4 separate regions of the Mus musculus genome follow, and regions 2, 3 and 4 are each linked to region 1. A link is a contact called in public promoter capture Hi-C data. All regions are on one chromosome and are shown on one strand. Each heading gives the region's core, a stretch centred on a gene start, on an enhancer-like site or on the middle of the called end of the contact. The rest is flanking DNA. Distances are from core to core; before and after follow the strand shown.

Region 1 (3,164 bases), core at 498-2,997:
TACAGGTTCAGGACATTCCACCCCAGCCTGGGTCTCAGGCCCAGTCTCTTTTGGCTCTAAGCTGGTTCCTTTTTCCCAAGGTACTGAACCTGCCTTTAACATTTCTAAAGAAGCCAAGGCTAAAGTCCCAAACAGAAGGACCACTTTATGGACATTGGTAAAGAAATCATCTGGGTGTTTGGAAATGTGTGCAAAAACAGGATGTAACTGAACCTTTGTCGTACTCTTCGGCTCACACTTGTGTCCATTTATGCACACTCAATAACCACATCCTGGCTAGCAGGGTTTGATGACACTGATCAGAAGCTTAAGAATAGAGCAAGATTCATGAAGAAGCCTGGTGCCCAGGTTGAAGACATCAGTAGATAGATGTTCCAAAGGCCTGTAGTGGACCAAGGGTACCTGTCATTGAACTTCTAAGCATTTTTCCAGGGTACTGTGCTCCAGACAGTCGGTGGAAGTTGGGAAGAGTGTGGGGAAGTTTCACTCATGCCAGAGCATACAGTCCATTCTCCATGGAGATGAAGCTGCTGTGTGTAGAGGCCAAGTGGGGAGGCTGAGGAGACAGGCATGGGGTTGGTGTGGGTCACTAGTGGGGAGCAATGTGCCCTGAGGCATGTGTTGGTCAGAATGGACTACAGCCTCATACAGAGCTGCTAAACAGGGTGGCTGGAGGTTGGGGAAGGTATTGGGATGGTGGATCCACCCCAGTGGCCAGGGATGGTCTTGGTGGGCTGTAGGGCATGAAGGAGAGTCAGATAAGACCCCAAGTCCCTGTCCAGCTGTGGACCCCTGGTATCCTGCTCCAAACATCCTCCTTCAAGCCTTACCTGAGTCTCCACCTGTGCCTGGGTGCTAGTGAGAGATGGCTGAGATTTACTCAAACACCTGTAAGACAGAAGAGGCAGAGTTAGGGGCAGAAGGCACCTAACCAAGTGGTGTGTGGATATTACTGAACCCAATCTCACCAATGCCTCTGCTGCCACCGGAGACATAGTATAAAGATGAAACCAAACAGGAAAACTCCTGAGGTTCCCAAGATCCTCACCAGGTCTGCTTGAAGATTGAGGGCTGGAGTTGGGGCAGAGAGTCCTAGACACAGAGAAAAGTGTCAGATGGGCAGCCAGTGTTAAGATCCTCCCCGTCTCCCGCCTCTCCCCAGACATACCTGGATCTGATCTATGCAGGTCTCTACAGGCAACCCTGGAACCATGAGGAAAGGTAACAAACTCGCAGCAGAATGTGGTGTTGGCTAGAGAGCTTCTTGCTTTGGATTGTCCCATGGTCAGAGTGACAGAGACGCTGTTTGGGGTTTCCCAGTGGGCCTGCCTGGCAGGAGCCCACTGCTGGGTACCAAATTCTGGATGTAACACAGCTAGTTTGGTCCTTCCAGCGTCAACAAATCCTTCACAGCTCACTGTTACCAGGGAGATGAGGCTATATCCTAAGACCCCACAGTGAACTGAGAAAGACGAGAGGTTGGTGGCCTCCATCTGGACTTGCACCCACACCTCAGGGCTTGCTGAGGAATGAAAACAGGAAGGTCAGTGCCTGTGTGTCCATACTGTCCACCCCCATGGCCCTACACTGCTCTGGCCTCTCCACTCACCTTCAGAGACACAGAGGGTCAGCAATGTTGAGAATAGAACCAGGGTCTGCATCTGGCCCATATTTGTTGCATGGGCAGCCTGTGTGTTGCCTGTTCTCATGGCTGGAGGTTTTCACATTGTCAGCAGTTAGAGGCACTGTGGTAACTTCCCACAACCTAGCCTTATTTCCTTTTTGCAGGCCTCAGTGGTAGTGAACTCAGGGTAATGGGTTGTCCCTCTTAAAGTTACAGTACCAGGCTTTGCTTGCTACTTCCTAGATCTGCAGTAGTAGTGAGGAAAGCTGCAGAGGTCGCTGAGGTCAATCGTCTCTTTGCCTCAGAGAGAGGAGGGTCCATGGCTGCCCCTGAGGAACTTAGCCCTTATCCCATTCAGCCCTACACAGCTAAGGGGCAGGGAATGGAACAACTGGAGATTGCAAGATCCTAAAATCAGGAAAGCCATTGTGGAGGCAGTCAGGAGCCAACCTGAGTGACCCAGCACACCCCAAGGTGTGTTCTCAGTATTACATACTAGTAGTCCCTGGTTTGAATCTGCAATTCACCATCCCTTCCCAGCTCCTGTCCCATGTCCACCTGGAAACAGGCAATTCTGCCCAATGGCTACCCAGCAAAAGCTTGTCTCTGCCCCACCCGGTGTGAGGCAGGTGCCTGGCAGCGCAGCATCATCTAAAGAGGACTGCTCACAGCCCTACCCCCACTTCTCCCTTTCCCACTCTCTCAGTTCCCATGTGTTCCTGGCAGGCCTCTCTTGCTCTCTTTCTCTCTTCCTGTCTTTCTCTGTCCTATCCTTTCTCTGCCTCTACCTCTTTCCAGGTTCCCACTCCCATCTCCACAATAAATCTTTATACAGGCATGCTGCATGGTGTGATTCCTCAGAGGAACATCTCGGCACTGTCCTGCCAAGTATTACTCCTACCATGTTATACCACAATTTATATTTTATATTTCATAACACTAATAAGAGTGGTCTTCACTTGTCCCATTCAGAGCTCTGCTTGTTAGCACATTAACTTCAAACTGCTTAGCCCTGAAGCTGTTTGTTCATCTCCATCCTGCTGACTCCCATTCTGACCAACTGATTTCTCTCTGCCTCCCTTACCACCATCTACCTATTAATGTCATCTGCTGGGAAGAGCAAAATAACAAATTGGCTTGCTGATCACCCCACATCAACCTTGGCTTCACTGCAGCAGCCCAGGTGACCCTCAAAACACACGGATCATTCCTTTGCTTGCTCTTCCTTATTTCTCTAGGAACCAAAACATTGAAGTTTCTCTCAGACCTGCTTCTGTTCTTAACTCTCCCCACCCCCATGTGTCATATTGCTATGTGACATATTGCTTTATTGAATTGGGAAGTCCCAAGGGCAGGTTGGCCCTTGCCCATGAATTGTGTCATGGAGGCAGTCACTGTCCCCACCAAATTGTTTTTTCTTTCCACAAGCATTGCCACTGCTCTTTGTCCTACACAAAGTAATTTAGAGAATGCCACAAATTGACCAGGATGCTGCGGTATATGTGGTGACAGGTGACCGACCCTGTCCAGGGATCAGAAC
Region 2 (3,164 bases), core at 457-2,956, 860 kb before region 1:
GCTGTATACAGTTAAAAGGGGAGTCACCCACCCACCCACGCATGCACGCACGCAAGCACACACAGCAGCTGGCTTTCACATTCATCCCCTTTCTGCTCTCTCCCAGGAAAAACAAAGGGTAAATAAATAAACTGAGGCCGCCAACCTTCGGGAAATAAAAAGTACCTCTCCAAATCTCTGGCCCAACTCTCCAGTGAGGACATGGGACCACACACCTGTGACCCCAGCACTGGGGAGCTGGAAGCACAGCACCCAGATTGCAACTAAGAGCCTGCTGGAGCTACCAAAGACCTACCCCCAACAAAAACCTAACGACCAAAAAGGTAGGGCAGACGATCCTATCAGACCCTCTGGTGACTAGAGCATAGACTCATGCCCAGTCCCCACAGCCTGGGTAGAGTTCTCCACAGCCTGCACGCTATAAAAGTGCCGGCCTGAGCCGGGCAGTGGTGGCACACGCCTTCAATCCCAGCACTTGGGTTCAGAGGCAGGTGGATCTCTGGGTGTTCCAGGATCACCAGAGCTGTATAGAGAAACCCTGTCTCGAAAAAGCAAAGAGTTCAAGACTGGCCTGGCCGAGGAAACCAAAAGAGAGAAGAACCAGAAATTACTGCAACTCTGCTCAAGAACATACCCAGGGCTGGACCCACAGGGCTGTGCACACCTGTGATCTAATCCTAGGTACGTGGAAGCAAGAGGGTTAGGAACTCAAGATCATCTTCTACTATATAGTCAATTCTAGGCGGGCCTGGGCTATCTGAGGACCTGTTTCAAGATGCCAGCTTAGTTGCACACATCCCTTTTACCCCAGCACTTAGGAAGCAGACACAGTCTGGATCTTTGTGAGACCAGCCTGGTCTACACAGCCGAGACAGTCAGAAGTACGTAAATGAGACCCTGTCTCCTGACACAAACAAAGGACCGAAAAGGAACATGAGGTTGGGACGCAGAAAGAAAAAAGAAAAGACCTTAGGAGAGATCTAAAATGTATGAACAGTCAGGTTAAAATTCGACACCGGTGCAATGGACGGAATGGTAAAATCTAATTAGTATTTGGTCCAGGAGGCGCGAAGCGCACACCGCAGGACTACACTTCACTCTACACAGCGGGGAGCACCAAAGTTCGCCGGGCTGACTGCATCGGGTCCCCCCGGCTGCATCCAAAAAAGCTCCAGCGGGCCAGCTTTGGTACCGTCCTGCGTGCCGGGCTGGGGGCGAAGGCAACTAACACGGGATAACAAGCTGGTGGCAGGGTGTGCAGGCCAGGGACTCGCTACCGGGCCCGCGCCCATCGCCGCACCTACAACACCTGTGCCCCAGAAGGGAGCGCCCCGGGGATGGCGCCTGCGTGGGTGCGCCTCGACGGGTGGCAGGAGACCCCGGAACCCAACACGCAGGGGTCCGGGGCGAAGGGGAACCAGAGTGCCCGGGCACACGAGACAACTGGACTCAGGGCGCCGGGGCGCGCGCGGCCTGGCAACGCGAAGGGCGTCACGCGCGTCGTGGCCAGTTGGCGGTTCCCACTTGGGGCCATCCCTGCAACCTACATCCCGGCCCGCCCTGAGACAGTCCCTAGTACCCGAGAGGAGTCCGCAGCGCCCACCCGCCTACTCGTCCCCTACAGCCCGCTGGCCGCAGCTCACCTGCCTCGCGCCGCCGCCTCAGGCCTCGTCCGCACCGCCCAGGCCCGGGACCGAAGACTCCCCACATCTACAGCCAATCGCGCGCCGCGCCGGGATCGGAGGCGGGAGCGACGCGAACGTCCGTCAATCCCAAGCGCGCCTGCTGAAGCTCCAGGCCAATGGGGAGGCCGCTGACCCGCCACGGCCCTGCGGGGGGCGGGGAAAGGGCGGGACGTGTGGCGTCAGTGGGCGGAGCGGGCGCGCTGGGACTTGAGGGGCCGCACCTAGGGAGGCTGCTCCTCTCCGGTGGCGTTAGAATTAGGATTCTGTGCAGAGGCGCACGCGCGCGCTGAGTTCCAGGCAGGGCTTCAGTGGGCCCAGAAGATCCGACTCCTGCTGAAGGAGCAGTGGGCTCCCAAACACATCCTCTTCTCAGTTGTCCCCGCGTAGCGTTTGCAGGAAACCTCCGACGCCCTGCCCTGCCCTGCCCTGCGGGCTGGAAGCCAGAGCCTTTTCTCCTGGGGACTCCACCCACCAGGCCCTCTCTCACTTGCGCAGTTTTGCAAAACCTTGAATTGCATTTGTTTTGTTTATAGGCAGGGTTTTATTCTGTAACCTTGACTGCCCTAAAACTCTACTGTAGACCAGACTGGCGTTGAACTCGCAGAGATAAGCCAGCCTCTGCGAAGCAGGACTTACAGGCGTGTGCCACCACGCCCCTCTTGGTTTTTCCTTTTTTAACTGTCTCACTGTGGCCTAGAATTCACGACATAGCCCTGACTGACCTCCAGTTTGCCACAATCCTCCTGCTTTATCCTCCCAAGCACTGAGATTACTACCATATGCCACAGGCAGCTGGCTAGCTTTCACTCTTTTCTAAAAGTGTGTTTGTGTGTATGTCTGTTTAAGTGGATGATGAATGTGTGTGTGTGTGTGTGTGTGTGTGTGTGTGTGTGTGTGCCTACAAAGGTCTCAAATGCCCCAGAGCTGCCAAAAGGGGATGCTGGCAACCAAACTACAGTCCCCGAATGACCAGCAAGTGCTCTTAATGGCTGAGCCATCCTTCCAGACCTTGGCTTTTACATTTTAAAAAAATTAATTAATTTTTTTTTTTTTTTTTTTTAGAGAGGGTCTCCATGTAGTCCTGGCTGCCCTGGAACTTGCTATGTAGCTCTGCCTGCCTCCACTGGGACCAGTAGCACTTACCACCATGCCTGGCTGGTTTTACACTTTTTAGAAAGGGTCTGGAGCTGGGAAGATGGATTAGTTAGTAAAATGTTTGCACTGTAAGCGTAAAGACCTGAATTCAATCTCAGAATACGAATTTAAAAAAACCAAAAGCCTAGTGCTGTATGTTTGTCATCTCAGTGCTGGAAAGCAGAGACTGGAATCCCTGGAGCTTGCTGGCCACCAAACTAACTTAACTTGATGGGAACCAACCCAATGAGAGATCCTGTCTCAGAAAACAAGGTGGATGGTGGTTCCTAAGGAAAGACACTAGTGAAGGCACATGCATGTGCACACATCTACACACAGACAGGG
Region 3 (3,164 bases), core at 176-2,675, 810 kb before region 1:
CGTCATCGAAGAGTCTTTGAGCAAAGTGGGAAAGGACATCATCCACCGAGTTCCCACTGCCAAACTGGATCACAGTGCCCGTGGCTTCGATAACGGCTACCCGGACCTTCCAGTGCTGGTGGGAGATGGTCTGCATCAGGGGGCCTATCAAGGACTCCGATTGCATGTGGAAGTGCTCTGTGGGATTAGGGAGGCTGCTGGTTATGCGATACAGCTGCATGGGGCCCTGTTCTGTGGCTACCATCAAACCTTCCTCTGGCCTCTGCTAGCCTCAGCTCCCACTTTTTCTCTCCAATGGTGCTGGGAGCTGCTTATGCTCCAGGCATCCGGAGGGATATATACACCTATTTCACAAAGTTGGCTCCCCCCTACCCCCGGGAAGACTTTAAACACTAGGTAGGGCCTCTTAACTTTTCCAAACTCTAGTCTAGAAGGAAAAAAGGGAAAAAGCCCTGATCAAGCAGGGCTGTAGATAGAGGGTAGAAATAAACGAGAAGCAGCCTCCCTTCATCCAGGAAGTTAGTGACCCGTGTCAGAGACAGAGAAGACACTGGAGTAAAGAAACTGAGTTGAGTTGTCCTTTCCCACATGAGTCCCATAACCCAGCATAAAAATGATCATGAAATGGGTGTGACACAGGTCTGAGAGTCTAGCACTTTAGGCTGAAGTAGAAGCAGCGTTATGTTTGACACCAGCCAGGGCTACATGGTGAGATCTCTTGTCTCGTGCCCCCTCCCATCGGAAATGACCTTACGAAGGAACCAGCCCACTTTAGTTCAGTTTCTGGACATCTAGGTAACCAGGGAAGCGGATAGGACGCTCACCCGGAGTGGCACGGGCCAGAGCGGCTGCGCACTCGCAGCCCTCCCGGCGCACCGCAGCGAAGGGGTCGAGCAGCGCGGCCCGCAAGGCGCGCACGGCGTCGTCCAGGTGGGGCGCGAGCGCGGCGCCGCCCAGGTCTACGGCGAGGTGGAGCAGCTGCACGAGGGCGAGACGCAGCTCCTCGCAGGGCTCCGGCGGCGGCCGCGCGAGTTCAGGTCGGGCCAGGCGTGCGCTGAGCGCCGGCAGCAGACGCGGCAGAGCGTCGCGGGGCCGCGCGGCGCGGCGCAGGCCAAGGTCGAGCAGGTGAGCGGCCAGCGCGCGGCAGCCCTCGGCCGGATCGCTTAGAAGCCGCAGCAGGCGCGGCAGCAGCAGACGGGCCCAGGGGCCCTGGAAGGCCGCGGAATCCGCGCCGGGCCGCACCGCCTCTTCCAGTACCTGCTCCAGAGCCTCCAGAGCGCGCCGCCGCCCCAGCTTACTTTCCGTCTCCAGCCCCGGTAGCAGGCGGCTTAGCGCGCGGGTCAGTTCCGCGGCTTCAGCCGCCTCGGTTAAGCCCGGGGCCGCGGCCACCTCCGCCTCCGCCGGCGCCGCCATCTTGAGCGCGTTGCCTGTCTCCAAGGGAACCGGCGCTAGTACGATGGTCCGAGCACGCTTTACGGCAAGACTTCCGGCTGCCTGGGTTGCTCGAGGCTGAGTGTGCGCCCCTTAGGAGTGATGCTGGGGGAGGGGCAGGGAGTAAGGGAGAGGCGGGGCCAGGGAAGTGGGCGGGCAAAGGGCTTAGAGGGCGGAGTGACGGGCAGGAGGACGAGAGAGGCTAAGAGAAGCAAGTGTAATTGGCTAGGTCCGGGAGTCTGGGGTGGGGCGCGAACCTTGAGGGCGAGGCAGAAGACAGCAAGCTCGGCAAGGGCCTTGGGCGAAAGAGGTAGTGGGCGGTACGAGGGGGTTGGTAGGCGGGACACGGGCCTCTTGGGTAGGGGCTTAGTGTAAAGAGAGGGGAATAAGGGATAATGGGAGGGGAAAGAACCAAATAGGCGGGGTGTGGACTTCGGGAGCATTGCAGGAGGTGGCAGGCGGAGCCCTGGTTTTGTGGGCGGGGCGAAGAATAAGGGTCTACGGGAAGGAGGCGGGGCAAGGAGTAGTGGGTTGGATGGGGGGGTAGGTGGGCGGGGCATGGGCCGCGCAGCTGGCTGACAAGTTTCAATAATAGGTGGGGTGCAGGTTTGGGGAAGGGACATAAAGCTCGAGGGAGGGGTGGGGGTCTGAGTAAGGTGAAGCGTGAGGATTGAGGTGCCTGAGACAAGGGCTGACAGGTGGGACGCAGGCCTTAGGGCGTGGCAAATGGCTAGGGGCGAGGCCAAGAGTGGGGCTGTCCTGTGCCTGAGTCTGGAACTTGGCCTGAGTGGCCAAGCTTCTGCAAGCCTGCACCTTCAGGTTCCTTTCCTCAGGGGCAGCTTAAGCTGAGGTTCTTTCTAATGGTGTAGATATGGCTGATCCTTACTGGGTTCCTCAGAGGTCATGAAGAAGTCAAGTGTGAATCTGCCACACGGTCTGACCTCAGTTTAGACATGAGGTATGCTCGATGGCTGGAAGTGTTTTTTTAGGGGGTCAGAGATGGTATTGTCAGTGGTCAGGACCCCCCACTGGGCACTTCCTAGGCCTGACTCAGTGCTGCATGACTTGGGCATCCAAACGAGTCACATCTGAGAACAGGCTTATAATGTTAGGGGTTGGGTTTTGTAACAAATTTGGCCTTTTTTTGTTGTTGACATTAGTTTTGTGGGAAATTGGTGTGAACCCTTAGGTGTTTTGAATGTGGCGTGGAAGCTTTAGGGGAACCATGTAAAATTGCTTAGGGTGGCAAAAGAGTTGTGAAGAGAGGTGACTGGCCAAGCAAAGGCTTGGTGTTAGAGGTGTCATGGACTCGTATGTCAAAGTCTTAAGCCTAGTCCATCAGAGTGTGAGTGTCTGGAGGTAGGATCTTTGCAGATGTCAAGATTGAGATATTGGGGCTAGCTGCTATCCTCATAAGGGGAATTTGGCATAGATGTGCAAGCCGTGAAAAGGCTTTGTGAATGTTAGGTGGGCAGACGGCAAGCCCAGGGAAGCAGCCCTTCCAACTTCATCTTAGCCCAGCATCCCAGTATGTGAGGGTTGTGGCCGGCCGTGGCAGCTGAAGCTGACGGTGCTTGTCTGTGGCCAGGGGACCTCTTAGGGGAAGGAGAAGTGTCTTGTAGGGAACAAGGGGATGTGCAGGACAGCCAGGATAGCCTTTGTCTCTCTGCAGGGAGCCAAGGAAGATGCTTTACGTGGAACACTGAAAGCTAAGTCTGCACTTTTAAGGATGC
Region 4 (3,164 bases), core at 467-2,966, 700 kb after region 1:
CCCTACCAGGGTCTCAGGGCTTGGCCTTTTCTTCTCTGTATACCGTTATCTTTCCCCACATGGATTTTGCTGGCCACGACATTAGGGCATTGGCAGGTCTGCTAAGGTACCATGACTTGTCAACTAAGCTTTGTCAGAATGTGTCACACCACTCCCCACCCCCATGTGACCCTAATGTAGAGAAACAAAATATCCAAGGGGCTGGGGACGTAGTCTAATTAGAAACGTGCTTGCTGTGCAGATCCAATGGCCCCAATTTGATCATCAGAACCCACATGGAAAGTAGAATCCCAGTCCATCACAACCCCAGCACTTCTAGAGCAAGCTAGAAGACTACAACAGGACACGACTCGGAAGGCAGAGGCAGGCAGCTCTCTGAGTCCCAGGACAGCCAGAGCTACAGAGAAACCCTGCCTAAAAAAATAATGGCCACTACTATCTTTAAATGCCTGGGGTACACAGTGCGGCAGCAGAGAGAGTCCCTGCTTCAAAAAGGTGGAAGGCTAGCCGGGCATGGTGGTGCACGCCTTTGATCCCAGCACTTGGGGGGCAGAGGCAGGCGGATTTCTGAGTTCGAGGCCAGCCTGGTCTACAAAGTGAGTTCCAGGACAGCCAGGGCGATACAGAGAAACCCTGTCTCGAAAAAACAAAAACAAACAAACAAAAAAAGGTAGAAGGTGAGGACCCACTTCCAAAAGCTGACCTCTGACCACATGCAGGGGACAGCCTGTACAACACACGTACTATTTTCCAAGCTGGGTGTGGTAGCATGCACTGTAACCTCAGGCAGGGGAAGTGGAGTCAGACATATGATAGGCCTGAGGCCTTCCAGGCCTGCAAATCGAACCTACTAGACAAGTTCTAGTGAGCCTGTCTCAAAAACAAGAGGGATCGCTCTTGAGGAATACGAGAGGTTGTCTTCCAGCCTCCAATAAGCATGTGCATTTGTGGCCTATGATCTCCAGCCCCACCCAAACCTCTCAGGATACACGGGCTCACCAGGACGTCTGCCACAGGATCCCAGCTCCTGTGACCACAGCCACCATCAGGTTCAAGTTGGCATTTGGCTGGTGGTCAGGGGCACTTTGAGGAAGGTGTCTCTGAGAGACTAAGTCCTCTTTCACACATCCTTCAGTGGACATTTGCATGCGTGGGAATCTGGAGAGGGTGGGGGTGCGGTTGGTTACCAGAGACCAATCTAGTTTGGTTTTCCTATCCTGGGGTATCCATCAACCCAAACTCAGATAGCTCAGAAGCAAAGACACAAAGATCATCTCTGGGTAGGAAAGGAAAGAACACTGAGGACCTATACAACTAGAGGCTCAGTTCGGAGGCTCCTCCCTGGAGAACTGCCGCTATCAGGATGGCCCGCTAGGCCAGGCCACTCTTCTAATTACTAGTGCCATCACTGCTAACCACAGCCGCTTCTTCTGCACCCTGGCTTTCTGGCTTTCGAGATTGCCCCGGGCTGCCTCTGGCGGTACTCCTCCACCCCCACATCCAGTCAGCTGATTGGTAGAGATGCCCCCCCTCACTCCCCGCCCCTGTGAAAGTTTGGTCCCAGCGGTGCAGGGCTCCTACTCTAGCCTATGAATCCTAAACTCAAATTCCTGCACTCGGGCGTGGGAGGGTTAACTTGAAGGGGTGGAGATTCCAACAAGGAGGCTGACCCAGCTAGGTCAGCCTCCCTTAGACCTAGGAGTCCTGGTGTCACTGGCCACTGGGACACACGCACTCCTGTGTACAGGCTCCTTGTTCACTCCAAGTCAGGAGAGGGCGTGGAGAGATGCAGGGCAGCTAGGCCGGCTGCAGTTTCCCAGGGCTACTTGTTCCAAGCGGGTGGTAGCTCAGGGGGCCAGACCCATTCAAATCAGTCCTTCTGGGGACAGTTTACTGTCTTTGGCTGGAAATGAAGCCTGCAGGTACGGGCCCCACAGTCTCCTCCGGGGGCGAGTGCACCGACGTGTCCCTCGGCTCACCGTTTCCTTGGCCCTGCCTGCCCGACGTGCGGCTCTGTGGCCATCTGAGGAAGCAGAAGTCCCAGCGCCGCCGCTTTTTCGTGCTGCGCGCTGACCCACCACGCCTGGAGTGCTACGAGAGCGAGAAGAAGTTCTTGGCCAGCGGCTGCCGCCCACCTAGACCCCGGCGTACCGTTAGCCTGGAGGGTGCCTGCACTATTAGCAAGCGCGCGGATGCCCGTCAGCGCCACCTGATCGTCATCTATACCAGCGACAGCAGCCTGGGCGTGGCGGCGGCCAGCGAAGCAGAGCAGCAAGCATGGTACAGCGCCCTGCTCGAGGTGCGCGCCACCGCCGCAGCCGCTGCTGCTACTGCTATGGGTGAGCCTTGGGTGAGCGACGGGGAGGTCAGGGGGTTGCCGACTTAGTTTATCTTGAACCCATTTCCCTCAGATCAACTGAGGTTTAAATCTTTTTTATTTTCGAGACAGGGTTTCTCTGTGTAGCCCTGGCTGTCCTGGAACTCACTCTGTAGACCAGGCTGGCCTCGAACTCAGAAATTCGCCTCCCAAGTGCTGGAATTAAAGGTGTGCGCCACCACGCCCGGCCTGAGGTTCAAATCTTAAGCTAAAAAAAAAAAAAAAAAAAAGACGTATAAAACGTCTTGGTCACCTGGGACCCGGTGACCCCAACCCCTGCCTCCCGGTGACTTGCCAATTCTCTCCAGGTTTCAGTCCCCAAGAGGCCCCTGAGTCTTGGATCTTCGCCCCATTCCAGGACGTCTGGCCTGTGACACTGCGGTCCAAGGGGCTGGGGAGAGCACAAGGCCTGAGCAGCGGCAGCTATCGCCTGTGCCTGGGTTCTGGGGCCCTGAGCCTCCTGCGAAAGCCTGGAAGCAAAGGTTCCAGAGACAGCCGGGCAACGCCACCACCAGTCCTGCGCTTGTCCTTGCTCAGTGTGCGCCGCTGTGGCCACGCAGACTCTTTTTTCTTCCTGGAACTCGGGCGCTCAGCGCCCATTGGTCCTGGTGAGCTCTGGCTGCAGGCTCCTGATGCAGTGGTGGCCCAAAGCATTCATGAGACAGTCCTGGCTGCCATGAAGCGGCTGGGGAGCAATGCAGCTGGCAAAGCTGAGCCACCGCCACAGGGAAATCCTCCAAAGAGTGTTCCTGCAGCTCCTACCCCGACACCATATGAAATCCCTGCA

The links. Promoter capture Hi-C pulls out the DNA fragments that hold promoters and counts their contacts.
Region 2: a promoter capture Hi-C map of liver shows a contact between it and region 1, with 2.3 times the contacts expected there. The contact joins the promoter of Sun1 here to the promoter of Pvrig in region 1. A contact is called at or near these places in 1 of 39 promoter capture datasets (liver) and 1 of 115 datasets of contacts at active chromatin or transcription factors (bone marrow-derived macrophages).
Region 3: a promoter capture Hi-C map of liver shows a contact between it and region 1, with 4 times the contacts expected there. The contact joins the promoter of Dnaaf5 here to the promoter of Pvrig in region 1. A contact is called at or near these places in 2 of 39 promoter capture datasets (both in liver).
Region 4: a contact with region 1 is called in a promoter capture Hi-C map of liver, with 3 times the contacts expected there. The contact joins the promoter of Irs3 here to the promoter of Pvrig in region 1. A contact is called at or near these places in 2 of 39 promoter capture datasets (both in liver).

The regions. Positions count from the first base shown.
Region 1 is chr5:138,340,514-138,343,677 of GRCm38.p6, reverse strand. Pvrig (poliovirus receptor related immunoglobulin domain containing) reads right to left here and starts at 1,747. Exons shown (of 5, transcript NM_001378438.1): 1 at 1,610-1,747; 2 at 1,169-1,522; 3 at 969-1,092; 4 at 831-888. The coding sequence starts at 1,709.
Region 2 is chr5:139,199,179-139,202,342 of GRCm38.p6, reverse strand. It overlaps Sun1 (Sad1 and UNC84 domain containing 1), which reads right to left and starts at 1,706. Exons shown (of 23, transcript NM_024451.2): 1 at 1,644-1,706.
Region 3 is chr5:139,148,496-139,151,659 of GRCm38.p6, reverse strand. It overlaps Dnaaf5 (dynein, axonemal assembly factor 5), which reads right to left and starts at 1,425. Exons shown (of 13, transcript NM_001081265.2): 1 at 825-1,425; 2 at 1-177. The coding sequence starts at 1,413. It also overlaps a transcript of Prkar1b not described here.
Region 4 is chr5:137,644,266-137,647,429 of GRCm38.p6, reverse strand. It overlaps Irs3 (insulin receptor substrate 3), which reads left to right and starts at 1,716. Exons shown (of 2, transcript NM_010571.3): 1 at 1,716-2,339; 2 at 2,686-3,164. The coding sequence starts at 1,910.